Linked DNA regions of Drosophila melanogaster: region 2 is linked to region 1. The links are chromatin contacts, called in public targeted proximity ligation maps. All regions are on one chromosome and are shown on one strand. The core of a region is the stretch at or near the end of the contact, and the rest is flanking DNA. Distances in the headings are between cores, read along the strand shown. Region 1 holds the start of CG9205. Region 2 holds the start of bab2 (bric a brac 2).

Region 1 (3,146 bases), core at 276-2,775:
TCAAAGCACAAGAGGCACGGCCTCTGCCACCGGCTGGTTGATCTCCTGGTGGCGTTGCAGTAATCCCAAGCACTGGTGCAGGCACTGGGTGCTGGCCGTGGAGATCGCCTTGAGCAAAAGAAGATCGGGATCCGTTGGCGAGAAGGAAGCGCAGTCGATGCTCTCGATGGCCCTGGCCAGAGAAGCGTTGCTGGAAGGGTTTGGGGATAGATTTATAGATTGCAGGAGGTAATGCGGCGTTAGCTACGAATCACTGTGCAGTTACCATTGTTCCGTGAGAAACAGAGCTTGGCGCGCTGAAACCATGGCATCGGAGGCGGCAAGCAATTCCCGCGGAGGAAGCGGCGACGAGTTGCTGATGTCCATCGCCTTCATGTGACTCTCGACCACCGCCCGCAGGCCATCCACCCACTCCTGACGGGCCCTGGCATCGTTGGCCCTCAGCTTTACCGTATCGCCGGAGGCGCAGGCGATGGCGAACGTCCTAGAGTCCTCGTCACTCGGGTACACCACTGCGCCGGCCAGCTGCACCTGGCCCCTGGGAGCACTGGCCAGGACGTGGGGCGAGGGCGCGATGTCGTCGCCCACCGTCGACGAGTCGCACAGGTAGTAGCTCAGCGATCCTGTCTTGGCGTCCACCGTAAACCAACGGTACTGCCATCCTGCAAAGTGGATGCTGCGATTAGGGAAGCGGTTCTAGCGGGGATTCTATGGGATGGAGAGCTTGAAGGTGCTGCTCCAAAGGTGAAAGTTTGCTCACCCTTCATCACATTGGTGTATTTGCTGAGCTGACCGCAGAGTTTCAGTTTGGCCGATTCACGAATGATCCTGTTCAAGTTGCTCTCCATTTTGGCGGCGGCGTCCTTGGGATCGGGGCGCACTGGGGGCGTGGCCTGCCGTGGGCGGTGCTTCTTCTTGCGCTGGCGAAGCGAGTTCTTGATTTTGCGTAAAATGTTTGCAGGTATATTAATTTGATTCGGGTTTATTTGGTAAAACTCGGCAGAAACGGAAGCTAATGAACAACAGACAGTGTTGTATCAGCGAGCTTATGCTAGCAGGCGAGCATCGATAGTAGTACAATCGATGCCTGTTATCGTAGATAGTTGGTATTTTTACATATTATTTAAAAAAAGTCAAAATATTTAATATTTAATCATAGGTATCATTTTGAGATAATCATGAGCGTAACTATGTAGACTTTTTTAAGAAAAACTCTACTCAATTGCGATGCCTTATGACTATCGATTATTAACACCTATCGAGGCACGCAATCGGTGTGCTCGATTAAAAAAGGCTGAAAATTCAGTTTGTAAGCCGTTTCGGCATCTGGTCACACTTGTCGTTTCGCAAAATCCAATTTGTTTAAACAAAACAGAGAGCGCCCGTTCGTAAAATCGCGGTTTCTTGAAAAATGAAAATTTTAGCTTAGCCCGCGTCAAGTCGCGAACTGCGTGCAACGGTAACTTGGGTGATTTTACCGGTGGGAAAGCGTGTGAAAAACAAAAGCAGCGCGAGTGAAAAAAATCAATTTGGTGGCACAAGCAGTGGCAAGAAGAAGAGCCAAGACGCAAGAGAACTGCTTGCGGATGATGTGATGATACAGATATACATAGCATATACATATGTATATACAGGCTATATATACGTCTGGAGTTTGTGTTCAAATTGAGGCAATTAAAACATAGCGGATTTTCGCCCGTTCGCAGTGGCGAATGTTGTGTTGAGTGTGTATATTTCCAAATAATGTTTCAACTTGTGTGCCTGCCTGCGCGAGTTCTATTTGATGTTTTTATGCTGCGTGTGATTTATGACATTTAACGGGAGTACATATGTATACATGTGTGCACATGCCACATACACATACGCATATGTATGCACCCCCATGCGAGTGTGTGTGTTTGCCCGTCTGTTTGTATCTCCCTCTCACTCCCACACGCACGAAAGTGCGAGGGTGACTGAAGAAAAAAACTCCACTCCTTGCATCTAAAAATAGGAAAACTACACAAATTGTGTGCAAATTATGTGTAGCATTTAGAAAACCAAGTGAAATACCCATTGCTAATCTGCATCTCTGCTTCCCCACTCATTTTCCACCCACACACACACACGCACACACGGGCAAACACACGAAAACCGCAACAACACAAACACAACAGCAAAAGAGTGACCATGAAAATGCCAGCGAGAAATTTGCGAAAATCAATGAGCAAAAGCAGCGGTTCATAATAATAACTAATAACAGAGCCAAAACAAGTGAAATTCGAGGCTGGAATTCGTTATGCTGCAGTGCCCATCGTCGGATTAAAAAACGGGCGGAGACCCCCCAGTTTAACCCCTCCAGTGATTAACCCCCGGCCGCTTTAACCACCCCTCCCCCTTCCCCTGCCGACGGCATGGACGGCCAGCGGGCCAGGGATCTCCTGACCCTCCTCCAGGAACGGGTCGTCTTCCTCACGGGCGGACGGGACCGGCGCGGCGGACCGCTCCTCTGCTTCCCGGCCACGCCCCGTCGCGATCGCCTCAAGCCGGAGGATCTGCGGCGTCTCCTCAGCTACCTGATCAGCATTCCCAGGTGAGGATGTAGTTGCTACTACCACATAGGAATAGCCATTTAGTTAGTTAGGTTCTATTGACATCCAATTGGATCTGGGCAAAGGTCGTCCATCTCAAAATTGTCTATGTTATAACTATATTTATGTTATCTATGTATTACGAAAGCACACGTAGAAGTATAAATATATTAAAATACAGCAAGATAAATAATTATGAACATATTGCCGAGAAAAAAAAGAGTGCAGCTAATTCTTAATCTATGCCTGCACTTTATTACGTTAAGTTATTGTTTGATAAGCACTAGCCATGATAATAATTTAAAATTGCAATAATATGATAACACTCAGCAAAGTAAAGAGGACCATTTTCATATTTTGTACATTTAAATATGTTGCTTTTCTAGATTTCATCACAAACTAATTGGCTTAATTCGTAGCATAGACATTTACATTTTTATAGACTTTTTGATTTACGAGCTATAAATAAAGCATAGAAAATTCTTGGAACTTATAATGACTCACCCAAATCATCTTGCACCTAATTAAATTTTACACTTTTCATCTTGACATATACATTCTATATATGTATATTTG
Region 2 (3,146 bases), core at 319-2,818, 140 kb before region 1:
TATATATATATATAGATATATTTCGAGTGGTCGGGCCAATCGGCGTCGAGCACGAAGTTCGCAGAGGCTCGTGGAGGCGCCCGAATGCCAAAAAGGTCAAAAAGAGAGAGGGCAAATGGAATAAAATATGCAAAATATACAAAATAGCACACACAAATACAGCGCACACGGGCACACGCACACACAGGCAAACGCAAAACAAAGGGGGATTTATTTTAGTTGTTGTTATTGGCTGCGCAAAAAACAATAACAACGGCCTATAGATGCTGCAATAGCAGCAACAACAACTCCTATTAAAAATGCGTTTCCATAGGCGCCGCCTACCGCGTGACGTCACTAGCTGCACTTGCTGCGTCTTTGCCTCCTTTTCTTTCAGCTTTTCCTCGTACTCTTTTCTTTTTTGCTCTTTTCGGTTGCCACCTCCAAGTTTTCGTTTTCGCGGGGCAGCATGGGGAAGAGGAAGCAGAGAAGAGAGTGCAGCCGAAGCTTTTCGTTTGTTTTCGCTCGTCTTTCAGCCGTTTTTTTGTTGTTGCTCTGCTCCCCTTCTTCATGCTGGCTTGTGTGTGCGTGTGTAGGAGCAAGCAGCTTGCTGTCCCACTCGCACTCGCGCCCTCTTACGGCACTTTTAGGGGCGTGGCCAAGTTGTGAGTGTGTTGCTGTCGCCACTTTTTCTCTGCTCTTTTTTGCCATAGTTTCTGTGCCTAAGCAGCAAAAGCAACAACAAGGAGGTTAAGGATGATGCAGAAGAAGAAGAAAGAGGGTTGGCAACTATTTTGAAACACTTTCTTACTGGACATTGGCCAGTTTCTCTTTCTTGCCCCTGCTGTTGCTGTTGTTGTTGCTGCTGCAGCTAGGTTGCAAGTTGCTGTTGCTATTCTCTTCAAGTTGCAGGTGTAGGCTGCAATTTTTTCGCGACCTTAGCATGCTGCTTTGGCGATTTGTTAAGATTTTTGCGATTTATTGGTAAGCATGGCATTTATATAAATAAGAGAACTTATTTCAATAAGTATTCAAACTAATTATAATAAATATGATTCGTTTTTAATTGTAAATGAAGTATGTTGATATAGTAAAAACTACTTTCGCAAATTTATGTGACAACGAAAAAAAAAAGAAACGTTGGGTCTTAGACAATTATATAAAAATCGTAGTGAAATGTATGTTTTTTATGATGAGAAATATGATTCGAATAAAAAACTATTAATCTGTACTAAAATGTATAAAAAAATAACAAAACAATTGCATTCCAGATTAATAAAATATGTTCTCCTCTTATACAATCACGATTTCATTTTAATTATAATTTCTAACATTTCTAAAAATTTCGAAATTTTCAATTTTTTTTCAAGCAAGATCTCTGAAAATTCAAAACAAAGAAAGCAAAGAGCACACTTACTTTCGCTCTTAAACCGCCGCTCTGTCGATTTCCCAATTCGCCGCAAAAACCGGAAAACACCACGCCGGCGCTCTCATTCGCCGCGAGAGAGCGGGCAGCGCAGCTGACGTCGGCAGCGCGGCGTCGAGTTTCATTCAATTTTTTGAAATTCAGTTCGTTTATCTGTGAGATTCAGTTCGTATCTGACTTTCGGCGTGAGTGGAGTGCAGCGTTTGTTTTTACGGCCACTGAAAGCCAGCAACAACAACAATAATACCCACAACAACAACAACAACGACAGAAGCGGCAGCAAAGACAGCAAAGCAAAAGCAACAACAAGTGACGTGCAACAACGACAAGCAGAACAGCATGTGTTGCATGCAGTGAACAAAACAAACAGAACATAAACACAAGTATTCTGTTAATATTTAATAAAACAAGAAAGTGAACTAAAAGTGAACCCATCGAGTGAATACCAGACGAAAAATGTATGTGTGCGTTGATTATTATATTAATTATGGTGCTTTATTTATGACAAATGACTGGGCTGCAATGAAAATCGATTTTATACCTCGACCATGTACTATTCTACATAAGTTATCCAGTGGAAATGCCATCCCCGCCAGACCCCCTCGCACATTTTCCGCGCATTTTCCTTGGCGCTACCAAAGAAATTGTAATTTATTAATTTATAACACAAGCCACCCAGCGAAAAGGTCGTAAAAAGCAATGTTGCTTGGTCGTTTTTGGGCGCCCAGGAAAATTAAGAAGAAAACCCACTCGAAGGAGCAACTTTTCCTACAGCTCCTGCCTTTCCACAGCTCCCGCTTTTCCGAGTGGGTGGCACGCGCCAAAAACAGTTTGTAAACATTTTGCACACAGCGAAAGCCGAGCGAAACACGAGAAAATCCAGACTGTAATTTATTACTTGCTGCATAAATAATAAATAAGCGTTAATAAATAAATACAATATGCAATATATAAATGTGTCCGAGCGCCCGCACACCGCCCCCCCGTTTCTCAACGTGTATTTGTGTTCGTTTTTGTGTGCGGGCGGGCCCACTTTAAGGATACAAAACCTCGAGACTGAATTAAATAAATAAATACAGAAATAATAAATAAATAAAGTGCCCAGCTTGCCTGCTGTTTTATTTTTTTGGCTGCCAACAGCTGCGCTTGCTATAAATAATTAAACGAAAATAATATATTACGAGGAAGCAGGAAAGAAGAGTGTGGAAAGGCAAGAAATCAGGGAGTTTGAAGTATTTAGGATTTCGAGTCAGATACTTGTCAGCAGTTATAATTGTATATGAAGGAAAAAATTAGTTTTTTGCTTCCACATTCACGAAAAACTGAAACTCATTCTAAAACATAATTTTGAATTTATTTAAGGCCAGGCTTTGGTAATAAATAAATGAAAATCTTGAATAATCATAAAATCAGCTTTGATGTGTCGACTTTGGAGATGTGCGAATCTTCTGCATTTGGCAATTTACTTATTTATTTATTTGAGGCCGAGTTTTTCCCAAGAATCATCAAATTTAATGCGAGCAGCCACGATAAAAGCAACAAACATGAATAAATAAGGGGAATAACAAAAGGCGGAGCGCGGCCATAACAATAAACCAAAAGTTGCCAAGAGCAGCAGGAGTAGGAAGAGGAGTAGGACCGATTTTCCTCCGCAGCCCACAGTTCGGGAAACTCTGAGGATTCGGGGTAGCTCATCAGCTCCTCAATTCTCCAGCTGTTCAGCTCTTCAGCTCCCTCGACG

What was found.
Region 2: a targeted proximity ligation map of the Kc167 cell line shows a contact between it and region 1, with 4 times the contacts expected there. A contact is called at or near these places in 16 of 107 Hi-C or Micro-C datasets (the Kc167 cell line, the ML-DmBG3-c2 cell line, the OSC cell line and 6 more) and 1 of 7 datasets of targeted methods (the Kc167 cell line).

The regions. Positions count from the first base shown.
Region 1 is chr3L:1,033,076-1,036,221 of dm6, reverse strand. CG9205 reads right to left here and starts at 1,525. Exons shown (of 4, transcript NM_138231.2): 1 at 1,337-1,525; 2 at 761-1,012; 3 at 266-662; 4 at 1-190. The coding sequence starts at 848. The coding sequence ends at 1. It overlaps trio (trio,), which reads left to right and starts at 1,347. Exons shown (of 17, transcript NM_167847.2): 1 at 1,347-1,724; 2 at 2,157-2,572. The coding sequence starts at 2,394.
Region 2 is chr3L:1,175,698-1,178,843 of dm6, reverse strand. bab2 (bric a brac 2) reads left to right here and starts at 1,568. Exons shown (of 5, transcript NM_079155.3): 1 at 1,568-1,863.